Linked DNA regions of Mus musculus: all the other regions are linked to region 3. The links are chromatin contacts, called in public promoter capture Hi-C maps. All regions are on one chromosome and are shown on one strand. The core of a region is the stretch at or near the end of the contact, and the rest is flanking DNA. Distances in the headings are between cores, read along the strand shown. Region 1 overlaps Ercc6 (excision repair cross-complementing rodent repair deficiency, complementation group 6). Region 2 has its middle 4.6 kb from the start of Ercc6. Region 3 holds the start of Wdfy4 (WD repeat and FYVE domain containing 4).

The links. Promoter capture Hi-C pulls out the DNA fragments that hold promoters and counts their contacts.
Region 1: a contact with region 3 is called in a promoter capture Hi-C map of neural stem cells. The contact joins the enhancer-like site here to the promoter of Wdfy4 in region 3. A contact is called at or near these places in 10 of 39 promoter capture datasets (the HPC-7 cell line, cranial neural crest, epiblast stem cells and 6 more) and 4 of 484 Hi-C or Micro-C datasets (cerebral cortex, cochlea, muscle stem cells and 1 more).
Region 2: a promoter capture Hi-C map of the HPC-7 cell line shows a contact between it and region 3, with 2.2 times the contacts expected there. The contact joins the enhancer-like site here to the promoter of Wdfy4 in region 3. A contact is called at or near these places in 7 of 39 promoter capture datasets (the C10 cell line, the HPC-7 cell line, HPC-7-derived erythroid cells and 4 more).

Annotation. Positions count from the first base shown.
Region 1 is chr14:32,535,078-32,538,191 of GRCm38.p6, forward strand. All of the region lies in intron 5 of Ercc6 (excision repair cross-complementing rodent repair deficiency, complementation group 6), which reads left to right. Among named protein-coding and RNA genes, the nearest start is that of Ercc6, 23 kb to the left of the region's middle. Within about 2 kb of position 1,499, at least 32 of the 459 cell types and tissues checked have an H3K27ac peak or open chromatin away from gene starts, as enhancers often do. A contact at or near this core is called in cerebral cortex and neural stem cells, where this site is marked.
Region 2 is chr14:32,507,306-32,510,603 of GRCm38.p6, forward strand. No RefSeq gene overlaps it. Among named protein-coding and RNA genes, the nearest start is that of Ercc6, 4.6 kb to the right of the region's middle. Within about 2 kb of position 1,361, at least 28 of the 459 cell types and tissues checked have an H3K27ac peak or open chromatin away from gene starts, as enhancers often do. A contact at or near this core is called in the HPC-7 cell line, where this site is marked.
Region 3 is chr14:33,183,066-33,186,328 of GRCm38.p6, forward strand. It overlaps Wdfy4 (WD repeat and FYVE domain containing 4), which reads right to left and starts at 2,001. Exons shown (of 59, transcript NM_001146022.2): 1 at 1,803-2,001.

The sequences.
Region 1 (3,114 bases), core at 249-2,748, 650 kb before region 3:
GGCTGAATAAATATATGTGTACCACCTATGTTCCTGGTGTCCATGAATGTCAGAAAGGGGTACCATCCCCTGAAACTGGAGTTACTGATGACTGTGAACTACCATGTGGGTTATGGGAACTGAACCCAGATCACCCTGCAAGAGCAACAAGTCCTTTTAACTGCTGAGCCATCTCTCCAGCCTCAATTTTACAGCTTTTATTTTTGGTAAAGGTTACATAGTAGAATTATCAGATGCTACATAATATGTATGTGGTTTCTTTATATGTTGTACACACAGTATCTCATTTGGCCTTTGTAGCAGAGCACTGTGGGGCTCTTTGCATGTTTGAGGACATAAATATGGCAGTGAGGAATGATGTTTTCTGGAGTTAGGCCCTCCTTCCTAGTGAAAGTCTCTGAAACAGCACTCTTGTCTGTGTCTGGTTCCCTCTTCTCAGTGCTCGTCTCGCAGTGGGTTCTACTCTAGTGGCCACCACTGGCATCATCGGACTGGGTTACAGAAAGTAGGACCTCCCAAGAGAACATGGTACTCAGTGTTCAGTTTGCTTGCAGCTGCAAATACAAGGACAACACAAAGGAGAACACAAGGGTGAGCTCATCCCAGGCCTCGTTCCCGCCCTACGGATACAGACACAGACTGGAGGTAGCAACTCCATTGCTAGCCCAAGAAGGGCTCTTTTCTGCATTGTGGAGTATTTTCCCATCCTTTTCAATTGATCCTGGGCAAGCTTGGAACCAAAACTAGGGTCCCTGATTCTTCCTACTGGGTAGGATACAGAAACCAGTTTGTCTGTAACCAAGTGGATGCTTTGGGGAATCTGAAAATTGAGCTCAGTTTTGAAAAATAAGAAAATTTTGTTTTACGAAATTGTTTTTAATTGTTCAAAGTGATGAGTTTCCCTTTTTTCTCTTTTTAATTTGTTGTTATTCTAAGATTCTAAGAATTTCTCTGACATTGTAATTAGCTCCCCTCTTGCATGGATCATTCTCGTCCCAGACTATAATAATGCTTATTAGTAGGCAAAGTAAGGTCTGGGGCTTTAGGGTTAGGTGGGTGGGAGTAAGAAAGCAAGCAGCAGACAGTCTCTAAATGAGGTAGAACAGGAAGTGTCTAGAAATCATCATCTCTGGATGATCCACTTATGTCGTTTTCAAACTACACTTCTCTGCACCTGTCTTTCTCGTCCCAAGCTCAATTCTGAGCATTGTTCATTGCTCAGCATTTATTTAGTGTCTGTGTGAGCTCTAGGGCATCTTGCCAGTCTCTGGCCTCTGGCTCTCACTAGAATTGGGAGACAGATAAGGATCTCAGGATATGCTGACAGGCACTGATCATGAGACCTCCTGTGTGCCTAGGACGTCCTAGGATTAGGATGGTACTTGGTAGACCAGATGCCTAAGTCTACTTGACCAGGAACAGCTTCCTCTAAGGCAAAGGAACATAGTGTCTGAAGGGTCTGACAAGTGTGAAGATGTACATGTTTGGAGGACATAGGCTGATAGCTGGATATTCAGTTGAAGTGGACCAAGGCCACGGCATTATGCACCCAGCTGTGTCTTTCCATTTATGTAATCTAACTCTCCTTGGAATGCTAGAAATTCTAAAACAAACTAATAGTAAGTAGTGGCATTTAGCTTGCAGGTATGTTCTTAGGGTTTCATTGACAAAGCACCCTAGTAGCTATGTGGGCCTTCGTGTAGTTCAGCTGGTTAATCGGGATCTGGGATACTTCTGACAGACATTATTGCAGCATTAGCCCCAGATCCCAGAGCCTGGGCCAGGGTCTCATTCCTGCAGGCGTGGAGGGAAGCCAAGGAGTGTTCTCCGTGCCTGCATCTGATGAGAATTTAAGTTTATGTTTCTCCCTGGCTTCCCCTCTCAGCGGCTGCCAGTGGAATCGGCAGCAGGCTGAATGTGGCGGTTGTATGAGGAGTTAGGAGCTCTGCCAGGGAACACCAGGCACGTTAGCTTTATGTGGCTGCAGCTGTGACTATTACATGTGTGGATGTTTTAAAATGAGAGGATGGAGAACATGAAAAAGTTATTCTTTTCTGAAAAACGTAAATGTTGGACCATTTACTGCCACCAGCCAATTTTTTAGTAATTCTGCATGTGCCTTTTGTTACTGTCATATGAAAGTCAGCTGTAATTCAGACAGCATATACATTTATGGTCAAATTTCTATTTCTGTCTTTGGTGCTGGAGATTGAATCTAGAAGCTTATACATTCTAAGAATGTGCCCTGCCATAGAGCTACATTCCTAATCCATAGCAAACATTTTTTTTTTTTAATTTAGATATTCAGGAGGTGTTTTCTGAAGGTCACATCATTGGTAATGATTCACTGTTTATCAAGTGTCATAGCTCTTGCTGACATATTCATTCCTTCTGGTAGTTCTGTGAAACCTTTGAGGGCCAGTGCATTACTGAACATAGCTTGTGTAGAAATGCACATTGCCTCTGCTTCCCCTCTGTAAACTGGTAGTTCCCTTTACAGATTGGGCATGGCCATGTCAACAAGCATGCACAACCACACACAATTCTTAGTTCAGCACTTAGGTTCTCGCTCTTGTGTGGACTGCTTTGCATGTGGCACCTCAGTCAGCCCTTCATATAGCCCAGTGAAGCAGGCGTCACTGAGTTTTCCAAGGCTCTTTGGGGATACTTAGTTGTAAGATTAAGTTTCTTGCTGAGGGTTAAGGGTGCCCATCATGGTTAGCTCTGGAATGTTCTCCAGAGGTTCATGTATTTAGCAGCTATAGCAATGTTCAGTGGAGTTTTGGGGAAGTGGCTCTGGCCTCACACATATATTAGTCCATCGCTGGTCATACTTTGATGGGTTATTGAGAGGTGGGACCTCGTGGGAGGGCATAAGCTATGTCTATCCCTTCCTATCTTTTTCTGTTTCCTGTCCACCTTCACCGTGAGATGAGCAGTTTGGCCCCTCCTCATGCTCCACGCCACTGTGCCTTTTCCAGAAAACTGGAGCCGGGTGGCCATGATGTAAACTCTGAAGCTATGAGTCAAAATAAGTCTCTCTTTTTAAAGTTGACTTTCTGAGGTATTTTTGACAGTGACAGAAAGGTGACTCACATGTAGCAGGTTTACTTC
Region 2 (3,298 bases), core at 111-2,610, 680 kb before region 3:
GATACTCTTGTATACCATCCTGAACAAAGGCATAGTCAATACAGGACACACTATTAATGGTTCTTTGTTCTGAGTTTGCTGCCTCCCAGTTGGAGGCCTCTGGCGGGAGTTCAAGGTCGGCACACCAGGAGATTACTTGAGCACAAGTATCCAGAGTGAGGGAAGAGAGCCAAGGAGAAGGGGAGACACACAGACATCACAGGGCTCAAAAATGTGGCCATTGTTCCTTGCCTGTGTTCCATCCCCATTTCTCCTAATATAATCTGCAGGTGAGAGAATGATGGCGGATAGGTCTCTATCTAACCTAGTGTGTGTGTGATGGTTTAATGTTGATTGTAAGAACCACCCACGAGACAAACTCTTGGCATGCCTAGGACAGTATTTTCCTAGATGAGGCTAGCTAGCTGAGGTTGAAGAGCCATCCTAACTGTGACCTGATATCTACAATGAAGAAAACAGAGAAATCAAGTGGAGCACCAGTGTTCATCTCTGCTTCCCGACAACGGATGGACATGACCGACTGCCTTAAGCACCTGCTGTCGCTGCCAGGGCACCCGCTGTCAGGATAGAGAGACCTGCCTTTGAATTGTATGCAAGAGTAACACTTGTCTTCCTTCCTTCCGTTTGTTTTTGTCAAGTATTGACTTCCCTGTCATAATAGATAGAGGTGTTCTTGAATTGTATGCAAGAGTGACCCTTGTTTTGTTAACTATTCTGTTGTGGCAATGAGCAAAGTACCTGACTCTGAGATTCTGTGCCTAGCCCAGCTTCAGACTGCAAGCCTTCACCCTTGGTTCAGTCCCCCACGAGACAGGAGAACCGGTAGGCAAATGAGAGGATATTAATGTCTGCAAGGAGAAGCAGAGTGTCTCCCAAATACATAATGACTCCTAGACATTTTGAGAATGAGGTACCACTTCTCACATGCTCATTTTGGGGGACAGAGGAGCTAATTTTTATCTGGGGGAAACAGATGGTAGAAGTAGTAGGAGAGGGTTAATAATCTCCAAGGAAGTGGTGTGGGCGGGGCTTAGGGGGGCAGATTTTACCAGCGGAGTCAGTGGAAGAGGTGCTCACTTATCACAGACTGACTTCTCTCCCATTTCCGATTCATACAATGAAGATCTAACCCTTAACACCTTACCATATGAATGTATCTGGGGATAGGACTATCTATTAAGCAGCAGTTCAGGTAAATTACGTCAGTAATGTGGGTTCCAATTTTGTATTTCTGCTGTCCTTATGAGAAGAAAGTTAGACACAGACACACCCCCAGAGGAAAGTCCATCACACGCCATGGTGAGAGGCCTCTAGAGAAAGTAACCCTGCCAACAACTTAAACTCAAGACTTCAGCCTCCAGAACCACGACTTCTGTTATTTGAGCCAATCAGCTGCTAACAACATTGCTTCAGTAGCTCTAGCAAGCAGGCTTGAGGGGGTGGGTGGCAAAGGGCAGAAGGCAGAGACCGTCTTGAGAGAAACACCCTGACCTCCGGTTCCTCCACAGTTTCATCTGCTTTGCCTTTCATTGTCAAATCCAGATAAAGCCTGTGCCTGTTGATGCCAGATGATTAGGTCAGCCGCTAGAGTGCAGAGGTGGGTGGGAGAAGTGGAGCATGGGCCCAGGACCCCAAACAGAAAACTGTATCGGCGTTAGGAAGGTTGAGAACCACTACTGTAGGCAATGTGAAGATGTAAGAGAGCAACTTCAACAGAAGCACATTGTCCTTTTATCAGAACAATGAAGGGTAGCAGTGGATACTCCTCACAAGTGGATACTGTGTACCCAGGCACACGGGGCTTGAGGGTTTTCTAGGGCAGAAAGGGCAACTTTAGAAGAACATTCCATCTGTAGATCTGTTCCCCTGATATGGTACCTTGTTGGGAGCTCCTCAGAGCCTAGCTGCCAACATAGGAACGCTACCAGCCTCTCAACTTTTCTGTTAGGAGTTTCTCAGCTTGGCCTTAGACTTTTAGGTCATTAACCCTCCAGACCAGGAAAACAAGGACTGGGACGTGGGGGCTGTAATGATTGGTCAGAGAATGGGTCCTGAGCCACATCTCTGACCCTGGGAGAAGACGTGGCATCCTGAGCTGCTGGCAAAGTCATTAGTAAATAAACATTTACCTCGTTTTTAGAAGATTGTTCCTGAAAGAGTTAAATCAAAAGGGCATGCTAGGTGCAGGACAGCTATGTGCTCTAGAGACTTGAGAAATAGTCTAAAGCGTGTCTGAGATGTAGCCAGGCCCAGTGGGCCCTTTGGCCATTGTCACTCTCATTCCTTGAGAGTGTTCTCTGCTTCACACTTTGTTTAACTATGTTCTATATGAATGTTCTAAATTCTTTTCATGCATATCACAAGGACTGGGAAGTTAAGTGGACTTCAGACCAAGCCCCCTGGGGCTGTGTTACCAAGAATGATTAAGCAAGCTTTGCAATTCCTTTTTCTCTCACTTGGGGCTCAAAGTGGGAAGTGACACATCACTACATGAATAAGATATGTCACTAGGGGCACTGAGATCCCCTTTTGGGGGTTAATAAAAGAATTTTGAAACAGACTCCAAAGCCGGGCGTGGTGGCACAAGCCTTTAATCCCAGCACTCGGGAGGCAGAGGCAGTCGGATTTCTGAGTTCGAGGCCAGCCTGGTCTACAAAGTGAGTTCCAGGACAGCCAGGGCTATACAGAGAAACCCTGTCTCGAAAAACCCAAAACAAAAACAAGAACAAAAACCAGAAACAAACTCCAAAGGAAGGTTGAGGGCAGTGTAAGAGAAAAACGTCAGGGCAGGAAAGCTACTAACCTAGTCACTACTGTGAGAAGGGAGATGAAAAAGAGGGAGAGAGAAAGCCATATTGTTTGTACTGGAAGTCCGCAATTCACCACATGGCTTAGATGGGGCAAGGGAATGAATGGCAAAGCCCAGATGTCAGGGAAATTATGGCCGGGCTTTGCCAGTATCCCAAAGGAAAAGAGAAAAGACAAGGAAGTGTGTGGGCCACACGGCGGGAGCTCTGTGAGTGAATGGAGAGAAGGGTTCCCTCAAGTCTAACCATATACTCATTAAGGGGAGAGTTGGCCATCTTCTATCACGGTGAATCAGGCCACCCCAGGTTTCTTGGCCAGGTGATTGATGGGCCCGTCTGGATGAACTTTTAAGGTGGGAGACAATGTATCTAATGCTCTAGATTTAAGGTGGGAGACAATGTATCTAATGCTCTAGATTTAAGGTGGGAGACAATGTATCTAATGCTCTAGATTTAAGGTGGGAGACAATGTATCTAATGCTCTAGATTTA
Region 3 (3,263 bases), core at 751-3,250:
ACACTAAAGCTGATGATAAGTTTGCCTGTGACCCAATTCTATTTCCAGGATACACTCTTCAGAGAAATTGTTACATCTATGCTAGGATGATGTAAAAGAAGAACCATAGTATCACCGTTTGTAATAGGACAAAAACAACTAGAAATGTCTCACGTGCCTATCAGCAGGCTCTCAGAAAACTATGTTCATGAAATAAATGCTGCACAGAATTGTATATTAACAAATTAAAAGGGTTTCCAGCAATACAAACAAATTTCAAAAACATAGCTTTGAGGCAATTAAGCAAGTCTTCAATAATGTTTAATTCAGGCTGGAGAGATGGTGCAGAGGGTAAAATTGCTCGCTGGGTAAACATGCTGACCTGAGTCCTGTTTCCTAGCTCCCACATAAAGGCTAGCAGAGCAGCACAGATCTACATCTCTGGATCTGGGAGGCAAAGAGAGGCAGATTCCCTGGGCTTACTGGTCAACCAATCTATCCAAAGGGGCATTCAGAGACCTTGTCTCAAAGATAAAGATGTAGAACAGTAGAGTAAGACATCTGATATCAAAGTCTGTCCTCTCCATATGCATGCACAGGTATGTGTACCTGCATACATATGCACACACTCATGCATACAGTATACTCTGTGTGTGTGTGTGTGTGTGTGTGTGTGTGTGCGCGCGCGCGCGCGCCTAACTTCAGGCTAAGTTCAAAAAAGTATAAAATAAAGCCATATATAGTTTGGGTTACCTTTCCGTTGCTGTGATAAAACACCATGACCAAGACAAGTTACAAAAGAAAGCATTTAATCTGTTGCTTACAGGTTCGGAGGATTAGAATCCATGATGTCAGAGCAAAGGAACAGTGGCAGGAACAGCTGAGAGTCTAAAAATCACATCCAAGAGGCAAAGAGAGAGGCCCTCACTAGAAACAAAGGGAGAGGACTTTTGAAACCTCAAAGCCCGCCCCCAGTAACTCACCCTTTCCAACAAGGCCACACCTCCTAACACTTCCCAAACATTTCCACCAATTAGAGACCAAGTATGAAAATATATGAGCCTAAGGAAAGCACTCCCATTCAAACTACCAGACATGTATTAAACAATTTAGAGATAGTGGAGGAATCAGAAATAAAAACAAGGAAACAATAATCCCAAAGCTGGGACAGAGGGTCATTCAGGCTAAACACCTATACACACAAGATAATAAAATAAGGTTTTTTTAAAATTTAATAAAAAAGAAAACTCTTTTAGGCCCATAGGAGGTCAGACCAGACACCAAGGATGTAAAGACAGGAGAATTTTTCCCACACTTGAGCCCACACCCAACTCTCTGGCTAGTCCCCAGCCCCCAGCACACCCTTCACTGCAAGGTACCACACTGACCTCCAAGCCTTCCTGAAGGCTTTTAAGAGCAATTCTCAGAAACCACAGTGCAGGGCTGGGCTCCTTCAGTGTCCTCTCAGCAGATGTGTGCCCTCCCTGTCCATCCTGCACATTCCTCCAACCCACTTTATGTCACCGCACCGGCATCACAGGCCCCATCTGTAACTTGTCTCTTTACTAGTTCATTGGACGTAAGTGGATAGAAATGGAGACAATTATACTTGAAATATTCCCTAGAAAGACAGTACCCAACGCCCAGTCATCACTTCGGAAAGACTGGGACAAAGGATTAGGTTCTTGAAAGCTGGGTTTTGAAGGAGAAAGGGATCAATCCTCAGTGGCCCAGATGCTGCTGTTAATGAGAAACATTGGAATTCAAAGGCTGCGTGTGATAACGCAGGTGAAGAAATGCCACCTTAAGAGACTTCTACTTACCAGATCCTGGGGCAGGCAAGGGTGGGGCCAGCTAAGGGCAAGACCAGGTCTGCCCAGCTGCCCCGAAGGCCAGGGTGGGTGGTCCACCCTTCACAAGCTACACCAGGGCTATGAGAGGAGCGTCTCAGTCAGTGTCCCGTTCTATACCTTGACAGTGGCACAAGCCAGAGTTAGTTTTCCCCAGCTGTGGCAGACTCCTACCTCTCAGCAGAGTCTAAAGAAGGGACTTAACCCGTGGTCAGAGGGTAAGGAATGATCTAGTGCCTGGTCAGCTCAGCAAAACTCACAAGTGACAAGGGTGCTGAGAGGCACTGACCACAAGGACCTCCTTCACCGCTCACTTCCTGCCAATCGTCCCTCCTCTCTGCCACCCCGCATTCAGACTAAGTACTGATGGTCACACATGTGCTCCACAGTTGGCTTTGCAGGAAGCAGCGGGGCAGTCTACCGCAACAAACAGCCCCCACCTGGCTGATCTCTCTTATCCAAGATCAGAAAGACGTACCTGGAGGGTGGTGGTCAAAGCCTGCGGATGTCACATGGTGTGAGTGCTTCTATCCCCAGCCTCCAATGGCTCAGCTCAGGGGAACAGACCAAGACCTGGCCTCGCATGGCAGCCATCAACAACAGTGTTTCATTATGAATCACTTGTGCTGGGTTTCTCTTCATTTCCTGGAGAAAGCAGAAGTGGGAAGTCAGCAGATGCCTGCCCTTCCCATCCTTCCCTCCAAGGAGCCAATGACAGAGCTGCTTCACCAATGACTGGCAGGACAACATGGGTTTCACAAAAGCTCCCCTGAGACTGTGTGTTTGGTGATCAAGCAGAGCCAGGTGGGACCTAGGAACAGAAGGGAAAGTACAGCCTGGTGCCCATGTCTGAATTCCGCCTCTGCTGCTTACTAGCTGTGTGCCCAGCAGGCTGGGGTCCGTATGGCTCCTCGTCCTAACCCTCAGCCTCCCAGTCCTAATTTCAAATCCCTAGGAACTAAATCTAAATGCCTTCCCTTCTCTAAATGGTAAGGTATGGGAGCAGGTGTGTGGAATACCAATATGGAAGAATGGCTCTTTCTAAGACCCCAGCAGAGTTCTTAATGTCTCCACAGGATGGAGAAGACTAGATTGGAGCAGAAGCTTAGAGAAAATCAGAAACGTCTTTGTAGATAAGCCAGGCACAGGGGGGACTGGGGGAGACAAAGCCAAGGGTTAGGGGTTGCAGGAGTGTGAGGCTCAGAAACACACAAAGGAGAAAGTGGGGTGTTCTCCTGATGAGGTGACTTCATTCGTGCAGGTGATGTTCTGCCCAGATGACCCACAGGACAATGTGGGTCAGTAGGGGAAAGGGCAGGGTCCAGGCACTTATAAGAGCAGAGAGGAATCTCTGATTGGATGTTGCAGCCTTGTGCCTTTACAATATGCACATTCCCATAACTCCAGCTTTTCCTATGGGGAAAGTTTCACACT